Linked DNA regions of Hordeum vulgare: region 1 is linked to region 2. Evidence: chromatin contacts called from public Hi-C data. All regions are on one chromosome and are shown on one strand. The core of a region is the stretch at or near the end of the contact, and the rest is flanking DNA. Distances in the headings are between cores, read along the strand shown.

What was found. Hi-C and Micro-C count contacts between places; a contact is called where the count stands out from the background.
Region 1: a contact with region 2 is called in a Hi-C map of leaf, with 2.4 times the contacts expected there. The contact joins the promoter of LOC123428553 here to the enhancer-like site in region 2. A contact is called at or near these places in 3 of 6 Hi-C or Micro-C datasets (leaf and seedling).

What each region holds. Positions count from the first base shown.
Region 1 is chr2H:662,074,397-662,080,685 of MorexV3_pseudomolecules_assembly, reverse strand. LOC123428553 (FT-interacting protein 4-like) reads left to right here and starts at 3,863. Exons shown (of 1, transcript XM_045112774.1): 1 at 3,863-6,289. The coding sequence starts at 4,076.
Region 2 is chr2H:662,031,152-662,037,297 of MorexV3_pseudomolecules_assembly, reverse strand. No RefSeq gene overlaps it. Among protein-coding and RNA genes, the nearest start is that of LOC123428971, 19 kb to the right of the region's middle. Within about 2 kb of position 2,862, at least 3 of the 3 cell types and tissues checked have open chromatin away from gene starts, as enhancers often do. A contact at or near this core is called in leaf and seedling, where this site is marked.

The DNA.
Region 1 (6,289 bases), core at 2,614-5,113, 42 kb before region 2:
TAATGTTCATGCAAGGCAATAAAACCAAAGTCATCACAAATTGGGTAGAAACATTACAAGATAGGGATTTAACACCAACAACTCAGTAAACAACTTCTGTTATGACACTTTAAAGAAGGAATAAACACTCCCACACTGTCATTGCCACATCTGGAAGGAGACGTGTAAGACAAGGATTTTTCATCCTGGTTAACGACACCAACTACTGAGGTCCACCTAATCAGCTTGTTGACAACGCCTTTAACAAGGTAAAGATAGAAGTTCATAATGTTGATCCCTACCAATAAAAGAAAAAAAATTCACCCCTAGAAATGAAGTGGTGTTAAGAATTTCTTATAAAAAACTTAGAGATATTACCATGGATATGTCAACCAATTTTCTTTGAAAGATGAAGATTTCTTTGTGGATCAAAATTATCATCTGATTATTAGTTAAGCATAGTATCATGCATTTGTTACGTTTCGGCTAGGGGGCACTGTGAAAATAAGTGTATGCCTTGTGGGTGCAATAAAACCAAAACATTTTTTTATTTGTGTGTCCAGTTGCAATATACCATTAGACTATTGTTAGCTATGATTCTGGTATTCCTTGTAACTAGATAAGTAACCCGGGCAATGTGTAGAGTGTTTCTTCTTGTTATGTTGTTTGACAAAACCTTACTTTTACTTGTGAAAACCTTAGGCACTCAGTCACAAATATCAAAAAGCATTAAGCATAGGTAACCTATTGTGTGTATTCTAGTTAAATACGGTCAGGTGTTATTTAAATTTTCTTTGTTATTTGTTACTTCCCTCTTGATTTTCCCCATCCAATGGTCCCCTCTCCTATATTTTATGGCACCCTAGGCCTTGCTTAGAAAATAAAATAGATGCAAAAAAAACCATGCTCCTCTGAAATAGATAGACAGATAGGGTGTGCATAGTGACATGACGAGGAGATGACCAAGCCAAAGCCCAACCAATGACCTCTACTAGCCAAGCCAACCTTGAGACGAGTCATTGCCGCCAATTACCCCATTGGCCCATGGGTATGCTTCTTCTTTCTCCTCTATTGTGCCACCGCTACATACAAACCAACCCCTCCTAAGTAAGAAGCATTATAAATATGAAAAGACTCTTAGGAGTGTGATTAGCATAATTCATGTGAGGCTGCATAACTAAGGGTCATATAACGAAAGGATAAAAGATGAAAGGTGGCATTGACGGTCGACATGTGTGATTTAGAGAGGGAGATGGTACGAAAGATTAAGATTGTTGACAAGTATACTATAATTCATATTGTATATTGTTAGGTGGGTTGCTGAAAGTGCATGGCATTCTAGGTGTAGGTTGAGCCAAGACTCACTATGATTGTGATATATATTATCAACATTATCTTTTGTCCTTCGCTGCTCATGGAAGTAGTTGTCAATTCAATTAATCATATTTTTAGTATGATTTGTATATGTCCAAGTTTCCTTTTAGTTTAAGCTACCTTTGTGTTCCAACAATTAATTTTATTGCGCTTGGGTCACATGTCCTAATAATTACTGATATGATTTGTTTTGATTGACACATACCCCCAACCCGCCCCTAGTTATCACATGCTCACTTCTACCAATGATAATGGCGATAATAGGTTGAGACCATGCATGTTATAGACATGATAACATGCTATATCCATACACCGAAAAGATACATTGATATAGGGATTACTAAGATATATATGTAAGTGCTCAATTATTCATTGTTGATATATAGTATGGACAATTGACGCCGCCCAATCCAAAATATAGGATAAAATACTAGCTAATAGGAATAATTTCGAAAATAACCATATCATGCATGTGTGGACTCAAGGCATGCACTTTACATGAAAGATTGATCATAGACTTATCGCAACAAGAATCTGCAATTGGACTCCCTTTAGGAATGGCAAGATCGAGTGACGCAAAGTCATATCTTCTCTTCCCGACTCACCAAACCATCCATTTCTAAAAATAGAAGCAGTTCCTTTTGGACAACTATAGTTTGCATGATTTTAGAAACAAAAGATTATAACATACATATGTGTGAGTCCTATGTAAAAGCTAGATGTTATTTGGTTACGCCACAAGAAAAACAGAAGGTTATTTTTTATGGAGATTCAGTGCATGACATACTTAGAATTGTGGAGGGTTGATCATGCTTGCTGTGCGATTCAATGTATAACATAGTTGCCATAGTAACAAAGAATTTTCCACGAGATTAGATTTGTTAATAAAATATGTCTATTATTTTCAGCGCCTAATACCTATCCCTTCTAAATTTTAAATACCAAAACACTAGTGTGTGTAGGTCAATTCATGGACAACTACGTAATTAAATATGTATGCATGTGACTACTGTTTTATTGTTTTGTATCAATTCATATAACTATTTGAAGAACGCGTGACTAATTGCAAACAAGAAATCAAGAAGGTCGAGGAGTATTTAAGAAGTAAAAGAAGCAGAAGAAGGTCCTTTTGGTACTGTAGGTGTCGGTTGAGCATTGCTAGCACTTAATTTCTTGGTGCTACTCCATATATTATCAACAATGTATTTAGTCCTTCGCTGCTCGTGACAGTAGTTGGAGGTGAATTAACCAACTTTCTATGAGTTATTATGATCAATATAATACATGATTTTACTTTTAGTTTTTGAGTTTGGAAGATTATTTGTGTTGAGATAGGGCCACATCTCTAATAATTACTGATATGATGTGTTACATTTGACATGAAATCCCTAGTTATCACCAGCCCGTTTTCTAGGGAATTCTCGGTTAATTTCTCCCATGATGATTATAATAGCAGGCAAAGACCATGCATGCTACACATATGATAACTTGGTATGTCCATCCACCGAGGGGATAGATGATACGTACATGCTCTATTATTCAATTTTTGTAAATGTTCCATTACTGATTATTGATACAATGGCTAATTGACGTCACCCAACCGAAAAGATAGGATATAACACTGGCTAGTAGGAATAATTCTAAACATCACGAAATCATGCACATACTTCCCAAGAAAGATCACACTCATCGCACCAAGAATCTGCAATCGAACACAGTTTAGGAATGGCATGACAGAGTGACGCAAAAGTCGCCTCTTCTCTTCTCAACCCACCAAACCATCCATTTCTAAAGACGAAGGTGGTTCCTTTAGGACACCCGTAGTTCGCATAATTTAATAAACACAAAAATATAAAAAAGATTGGAATGTTATGACATATATATCCAGCCTTAAGTTTTGTTTTGAGAGATCTAGCCTTACACAAAAGCTAGATTTTATTTGGAGACGGCGGGAGGAGTGAGAGAGGAGGCGACAGGGTGCGCCACGGGTTTACCAGTAACGACGGGGGCGACGGAAGCGCGAGCTCTTCCTTGTTTATAGTGAGAGCAGCCTCTCTTAGCCCATATTTACATGCAATGACAAGTTAATTTTGGGGGGAATTAAACATTTACAAGATGCGCTAGATGGCGTTTAATTCCCCAAATTGAAAAAAAAAAGTATCATCATATTTAACTTTTGGGATGGGCTAGAGATGTCCCAAGGTGGTGATTTAGTGTCACTATCATCATATATAGTGACCGGATATACAGCTATAATTCTCTCATTATCCCTGTAAACTTGGTAGTATTTTTTTAGCAAAAACTTGGTTAGTGATTAGTAAAATGAAGTGTCTTTCCCCTAAAAATCATATGCAGCTATCACAATGAAACGACTTGCTACACAGATGGGTAGAAAGTGCAGCTATGATTTAGAAATGGATGAATAGCTGACCAACCAATAAACCCCGCCGACGATCGTCGACACTCGTCTGACTGACACATGGGCCCATCTTACAAACCACCGCCCAGGCCCAAAGAAAAGAAAAAGGCAACCAACCCCTCAAGATTATCGGTATTATAAGTAGAGGGACACTATTACGACACACGCGCCCTTCCTCTTCACTTCTTTCCCGAAACAGAACACCAAACCACCGAGCCGGAGCAGAGCACCCATGGCCGGCCGTCGCACCGAACCTCAGCCATCCTACAGCACCTAGCCAGCCACCCACCCACCGTAGCCACGATGAAGCTGGCCGTGGAGGTCGCGGACGCGGCGGAGCTGTCCGCCAAGGACGGCGCGGCCTCATGCAACGCCTTCGTGGAGGTGGAGTTCGACGGGCAGCGCCAGCGCACCGCCACCCGCCCCGGCGACCTCTCGCCGCACTGGAACGAGACGCTCGTCTTCGACGTCCGCGACCCGGCACGCCTCTCCGCCCTCACCGTCGACGTGTCCGTCCAGCACGACCGCAGCCTCAACGACCACAACGCGCTCCGCCCCCACGCCTTCCTCGGCCGCGTCCGCGTCTCCGGTGACTCCGTCGCGCGGTCACCCGACGACGCCGTCGTGCAGCGCTACCCGCTCGATAAGAGGGGGTTATTCTCCCGCGTCTCCGGGGACATCGCGCTCCGGCTCTACCTCGTCGCCGACGCGCGGGACGGCGATCGCGTCGCGGCGCAGGACCATGCTGCTCCGGTGGTGGACACTGGCGGTGGTCTGCAACAGAACCAGCAGCAGCCTTCCCAGCCCGCTGCTGTCGCCAGCTTGGACCCCGAGAGAATGGTCAGGAACGTCTTCTCCGGCGGCGGCGAGGCGCCGGCAGGAGCTTCTGTTGCATCAGGGTCAGGGGGGCCGGCGGCGGAGACTAAGGGGAAGAGCGGCCACGACACACGCGAGTTCCGCTCCATTCCGGCCTCGTCAGGCGGCGGCAACGAGCCTCGGCGCCACACGCTCCACGCCATGGCGGCGCCGGCCCCTCCGGCGGGGCAGACGGTGGTCGTGCCCAAGCCCGCAGGACCTGCCCAGGCACCGCCTCCGGGCTCGCAGTACGGCCTCACGGAGACGAAGCCCCCGCTGCCGGCCAAGATGGGGCCGCGCGCGGGGACGAACAAGATCGCGTCCACCTACGACATGGTGGAGCCCATGTCGTACCTGTACGTGACCGTCGTCAAGGCGCGCGACCTTCCCTCCATGGACCTCACCGGCGCTCTGGACCCGTACGTGGAGGTGAAGCTGGGCAACTTCAAGGGCGTCACCCGGCACCTGGAGAAGAACCAAAACCCGGTGTGGCGGCAGACGTTCGCCTTCTCCGGCGCCCACCTCCAGGCCAGCCAGCTCGAGGTCATCGTCATGGACAAGGACACGCTCCGCGACGACTTCGTCGGCCGCGTCGTTTTCGACATGTCCGACATCCCCAGCCGCCTCCCGCCGGACAGCCCGCTCGCGCCGCAGTGGTACAGCCTCGCCGACGCCCACGGCGAGCGGTTCCGGCACGGCCACCCGCTGGGCGAGATCATGCTCGCCGTCTGGCTCGGCACGCAGGCCGACGAGGCGTTCCCGGAGGCGTGGCACTCGGACGCGCACTCGCTGTCGAGGGAGGGGCTCACTAACACGCGCTCCAAGGTGTATTACTCTCCCAAGCTCATCTACCTCAAGATCTCCGTCATCGCGGCGCAGGACCTCATCGCCGCCGACAAGGGCCGGCCGCTCGCGCCCACCATCGCCAAGATACAGATGGGCAGCCAGATCAGGCGGACGCGGCCGGGGCAGCCGCAGGGGTCGGCGAACCAGGCGTGGAACGAGGAGTTCATGTTCGTGGCCAGCGAGCCGTTCGAGGACCCGCTGGTGGTGACCGTGGAGGAGAAGGTGGCCGCCGGCCGCGACGAGGCCATCGGCCGCATCATCATCCCCGTGGCGGCGCCGTACGTGCCGCGCAACGACCTGGCCAAGTCGGTGCCGTCCAAGTGGTTCAACCTGTCGCGCGGCATGACGGTGGACGAGGCGGCGGCGGACGCGACGACGGGGACCAAGCACCGGGAGCACTCCAAGACCTTCGCCAGCAAGATCCACCTGAAGATGAGCCTGGAGACGGCGTACCACGTGCTGGACGAGTCGACGCACTACAGCAGCGACCTGCAGCCGGCGGCGAAGAAGCTCCGCAAGAGCGCCATCGGCGTGCTAGAGGTCGGCATCCTCAGCGCGCGCGGCCTGGGCGGCAGCAAGAACCCCTACTGCGTGGCCAAGTACGGGTCCAAGTGGGTGCGCACGCGCACGCTGTTGGGCACGGCGGCGCCGGCGTGGAACGAGCAGTACACCTGGGAGGTGTTCGACCTGAGCACGGTGATCACCGTCGCCGTGTTCGACAACAACCACGTCCACCATAGCGAAGGAGCAAAGGACCAGAGGATCGGCAAGGTGCGCGTGAGGCTGGCGACGTTAGAGAGCGACCGCGTGTACACC
Region 2 (6,146 bases), core at 1,613-4,112:
GTGTCCACCGGCGGATTTGAGCTACGCTTGCTCAACTTGTGACGTTGGTCCATTGGAACTTGTGTCGCGCAGCAATCTGACATGCCACACTTGTCCAATAACTTGACCGCATAAGCCGATTGACATAGTGAAATCTCTCCGAAGCTTTGCTTCACTTCGATGCCCAAGTAATAGCTGAGTAATCCCAGATCACTCATGATAAACTTGTTCTTCATTTGCGTCTTGAAACGTTCAATTTCTTGTACGCTATCTCCGGTGATAATCAAATCGTCGACATAAACTCCAACTAGCAGGTTTGAGCCTTTGGAGTTCTTTGTATAGACTGTGTGCTCGAGGGGACATGTCTTGAACCCGAGCGAGACCAGACTTCGGTCTAACTTTGAGTTCCAAACTCTTGGCGCTTGCTTCAACCCATAAAGTGCCTTCTTGAGCTTGTAAACTTTCCCTTCTTCGCCTTTCTTCTCGTAGCCGAGGGGTTGTTCCACGTACACTTCTTCTGTGAGATCGCCGTTGAGGAAAGCGGATTTAACATCCATATGATGAACCTTTCAATCCTCTTGTGCCGCCAAAGCTAGGAGCACTCTCACCGTCTCGATTCGAGCAACCGGTGCAAACACCTCATCATAGTCAACTCCTTGACGTTGAACGTAGCCCTTTGCAACGAGTCTTGCCTTGTACTTCACAATGGCACCCTCCGTGTCCTTCTTTCACTTGTAAACCCACTTCAAACCTATCGTATTTTGGTTTGGAGGTTGGGTTATCAAAGTCCACGTGCCATTGCTCTCAATTGCCTTCATCTCCTCATCCATGGCGTGCGTCCAGCTAGGACTTTTGCTCGCCTCTACGAAGTTCGCCGGCTCCTCAACTCCGAACAGACATAGTCCGGAGTACTCGAGTGTAACTGGCTTTGTGTACTTGTAGACTTTCTTGAGTGTCTTGTAGCGACGAGGCCCTGAGAAATCCGTTGTGGCTTGCGAAGGAGGCGTCACAAATTGTGTCGGTGTTGATGCACTTGAGGAAGACAGCTGAGACCCTGGTGTGTCATCGACATCCGTGTCGTCGGCGTAGTCGTCGTGACCGTGACCATCATCTTGATTGTCGTCGTCACTATGCGCCTCGTTGTCGATGTTGTCGTCGAGATCTCCGCCTGTGTCGTGCGCGGCATTGTCGTTATCTCCTTGCGACCTATGTGCGTCGTTGTCGGTGTCGGCACCATGATGATCACTATCATTGTGGTCACCTTGGTTGGGCGTCTTGCCAACCACCTGGACATCCTCCCCTGCATCATCATCAGTTGGAAATTCAACTGCAAATATGTTACTGTTTGGAGCATCGTCGGCTGCGGCGCTCCAATTCCACGCTTGGTTTTCTTCAAACACGACGTCGCGTGAAATCCATAGACGTTTGGTTTGTGGATCGTAGAAACGGTATGCCTTGGTGCCAGAACTGCTCTCGTATCCGATGAACACCATCTTGGTGCTACGATCGGCAAGCTTTGAGAGGTGCGGCTCCGCCGCCTTCACATGTGCCACGCACCCGAACGTCCGTAGATGAGACACATTCGGCTTACGTCCGTAAATTGCTTCATACGGAGTCTTGCCGATCACCGCCTTCGTTGGAGCCCGGTTGAGAAGATAGACCGCCGTCGAGACAGCTTCTCCCCAAAAAGTCCCCGGCAGGTTCTTGCTCTTGAGTAAACTCCTTGCCATGTCAACGACGGTTCGATTGCGCCTTTCAACGACCCCATTCTGCTGCGGCGTGTAAGGTGCCGTGAGGAACCTCTTTATGCCAATCTTCTCGCAGTAGTCGTTGAACTCATTCGACGTAAACTCTCCGTCGCGATCTGTCCGTAGAGCGCGAACCTTCAGCTTGTGTTCCATCTCTGTTGCAGCCTTCAGCTTCTTGAACGCTTCAAATGCCTCATCTTTAGACCGTAGGAGAACGGCCCACATATATCTCGAGTAGTCATCTACCACAAGGAAGAAGTACTTCTTTCCTTCGTGAGTTGCCGGGGTGATAGGGCCACATAGATCACCATGGAGCAGCTCGAGTGCATCACTTGCACGATAGGTAGACTGAGCAGGGAACGGCTTGCGGTGCTGTTTTCCAACCAAGCACCCGTCACATACTCGATCAACATGGTCGATAACTGGCATCCCGGATACCATCTCCATCTTTGACATCTTCTTCAAGGCGTAGAAGTTAACATGTCCAAATCTAGCATGCCATAACCACGAATCATCATCACTCTTGGCGAGCCAACACTCCGGTTGAGATTGATCAAGGTTGAGGATATAGAGCCTGTTCCGTGTGCGACTAACACGAGTTAGCACGTTCCGGAGGTTGTCGAAGATCGTCATCACTCCGTTCTCGATATCCACCTTGCATCCATTCTCGTCAAGCTTCCCAATAGAGATGATGTTGTTGCGCGGCCGTGGGATGTAGTACACTCCGGTGAGTATGCGATGTTCGCCTGTGAGACCCTCAAAGGGGACAGATCCTTGCCCGCAAATCTCCACAGCTGAACCATCATCGAACTTGACCGAGCCTTCAACATCGTATTCCAGCTCGAGGAATTTCTCCTTGCACCCCGTCATGTGGTTACTGGCACCCGTGTCGAGATACCACGACACGTTCTGATCACCGGATGACTTTGGTGTCACGTTTTCCTCATGAAGTAGCACCTTCCGGCTTGGTTTCACAACCAACGCCTGTACAGCTGCATACGCACGTTCAAAAGCCAACATATCAGCATATTTAATTTCCTAACATTCATATTCCTAATTTGCTATAGTTACTTAGCTGGTGCACTTAATGGTTGGTCCAGCCTGCGTCTGGACCAGGGCAGCCATACATCCATGACTATGTAACCATGGAAGGAAGGATCCAAGCGGTAGGGGGGAGAGCGACGTCTCAACTCATGGACTGGTGCATGATTTAAAAATGCAACGGGAGGCCAAATACGGCATGTCATTCATTCGGCGATGGTGGCAAACTATCCATTCCAACCAACACAGAGCAATTGATTCAGCCAGATGAGGCGAGAGCACTGCAGCGGACAAAAAAACATACGTCGCTGCTGGGTGCAATCGATCATGCCTCGCAACAGCATTCCAAATTTCCAATCACTACTAAACCGATTGTGATACCATATAACAATTGCGGGTTCACCAATTGATGGCGCCACCGGCTAGACCGATGTCGACATATACTACTACGAGCAATCTAATAGCTACCACCTCCTAGTAAGCACATTGTTCAATTATGCTATATTGTACGTACTGTTCACTTATGCTTCTTTTTTCTAAATTGTTATACCCACTCATTTGTCATATTTAGGGTGAGAAGGTTTTTTTTTCTTGTTTTAAGAAAATGGAGAGAATGGATTGTGACATTAGATTATTTGGTTGGGCCTAACAGGCTTGCGTTCGGCCATTTCCAGAGATGAGCCTGGGCGTCCAAACCATCTAACCCATGAACCGGCCCGATCTCTGAATGCTGCCAACACATAAGCAGGCTCACTCTTTCACACAACTGATATGTATCGCTCGCTGCGAGCGAACATATGGGCCAGCTCATTGGCGGGCGTTATACTGACAAACATTAAACTATTATAGGAAGTTTCCAGAACTTTCCATCCTGATTTGGAAAGGTTCTGGAACCTTCATCCGGGTTTTCTCTTTACCTTTTTTCATTTTTGTTTGCAGATTTTCCAGGGTTTTTACATTATTTTCTCTCATTCTTAAAAAAATTAAACCTGTGGACATTTTCTGAAAACGTGCTTTTTTTAATATTCACGGACATTTTTTAAATCTGCACTTTTTGAATCAATAAAAAAAATCTATTGACCAGCATTTTTTCGTATCCATGAACATTTTGTCGGTAAAATATCGGCCAATTGTTTATCAGTACGAACATGTTTGAGACTTGTATCTTCTTTTGCAACATGATCAGGAATAAAATAAAGACGAACTTGGATATGCATAGTTTAAGAGTGTTGCATAGAGTTGTGTGCAATCTTAATAGCACTTTCATTGTCACAAAACAATGAAACATGTTTCACATGTATTCCATAGTCCTTAAGAGTTTGGGTCATCCAAAACAATTACGCACAAGCTCCGGCGACAATGTATTCCGCTTCGATGGTACATAGAGATACCGAATTTTGTTTCTTGAAGGACCAAGACACAGGAGATCCCTCAAGAAATTGACAAGTATCCGGATTGAATTTTCTAACGCATAAACTTCAATAATGCCGGCACATAAGCAAGCCCACTCTTTCACACAACTGATATGTATCGCTCACTGTGAGAGAAATATGGGCAAGCTCATTCGTGGGCGTTATACAGACAAGTGGTAAGCTTTTGTAGGAGGTTTTCAGAACTTTCCATCCGGTTTTGGGAAGGTTGAACCTTCGTCCGGGTTCTTCCTTTTTTTTTTGCAGATTTTCCAGGGTTTTTATGTTTTTTCTCATTTACACCCTTTTCTTTTTTTCCTTCTCTATTTTTCTTTTACACTTTCTAAATTTGTGAATTATTTTTCAAATTTGCCAACATTTTGGAATTCATGAATATTTCTAAAATTCCCCAACCGTTATGAAAATATGCGAACATTTTCTGAAATTTTAATATGTTTTTCATATTCGCGGACATTTTTTAAATCCACGAACATTTTCTGAAACTGTGAATATTGTTTTTCATTATCACGTACAGTTTTGAAATCTGTGAACACTTTTTGAATCTGTAAACATTTCTTGAATTTGCCAGCATGTTTTCGTATTCATGAACATTTTTAAATTCATGATGTTTTCTGAATGCATAAAATTTTATAATTTACAAAAAATAAATATCATGAACAGTTTTTGAATTCATGAACATTTTTCCTTAATTTAAACATATTGATAATCCACAAACATTTTTTGCAAAATTTGCGAACATTTGTTGATCCATGAGTTTTACAAGTTCATGCAAGACAGATTCGCCAACGAGTAAGGCGACGGTGCATATGTCAATGACGAACTTCCCTCAACACCTCAGGTACTCTAGAGAATTATTTTGTTGTACTTAATCATACACTATAAATCTCTGTCAAGATATTCATAAAAGTTATGAGTTGGGACTTTGTAATAGACCATTTAAGGGTATCAAACCATATGCATGCACATACAAATATACACACAATAATGTATGCAAGTCACAAATCATGAGATGTCATGTAAAACAATAGGAATTTTGTGTTTCGTGTTAGTTAAGATCATAGGTTGGTAAAATTTGATTATAAATAACTATTAAAGCTTCGTATAAATGTTATAAGATGATCATGCATCTCGGTCGATCATGAAGTTTTGCTTCTTCTCAAACCAAGCAATTTTTCTTGGGGTCATCTTGCGGGCCTCTTCAGATAGGAATCCAAGCTCTACCTCCCTTTGCTTGAGGTCCACTTCCTTGGCTCTTGACCGATAATTGGTCTCATCGATCTAGAACTTCTTCGTTTGTATTTCAAAGAAGTTTTCATTGCCTGCTCTTTCTTGTGGTGTTTCCGTCCTTTCTCTTCTCAGTTATGACCTCCTTTTTGGTTATGAACCCCTTCAATGTTTTTTGCAAGGCGATTGTTGAAGCATCACACTTTGCATCTAGCTTGGAGTTGGTATTTGCCTCTTCTTAGTTGGGTCGATGAACGGTGCACCCCCCCCCCCCACCCACACACACACACACCTTTTTGGGACACATATTGGTCTTGAAGATATCTAAAGCTTGAAACACCTACATATATAGATGTAACCAAAATATCATTTATATGTATAGGAAGACGATATATACTATTTCATTTTGTGCGGGAACGTGTTGCAAGCAAATAATTGGAGGTCTGGTTCATTCCTTCAAAGGATCAACTTTCAAACGGCTTTACCAAAGCACTACCCACTAGAAGCTTTGAGGCATTTCGGCGTAATCTCAACTTAGTGGTATTGTGATTAAGGGGGGGGGGGTGTTGAATATCTTGTGTCTCATATTAAGGAGTAGATAGATAGTTTTATATTTAGTCTTTCTCATCTCCTCCCCGTGTAAATCTAACGACCGATCCCTATGATCCCCATATCAATTTATAACTAGGGGGCTCTCGTGTATGAGGGTTGAGACCCTTCATAC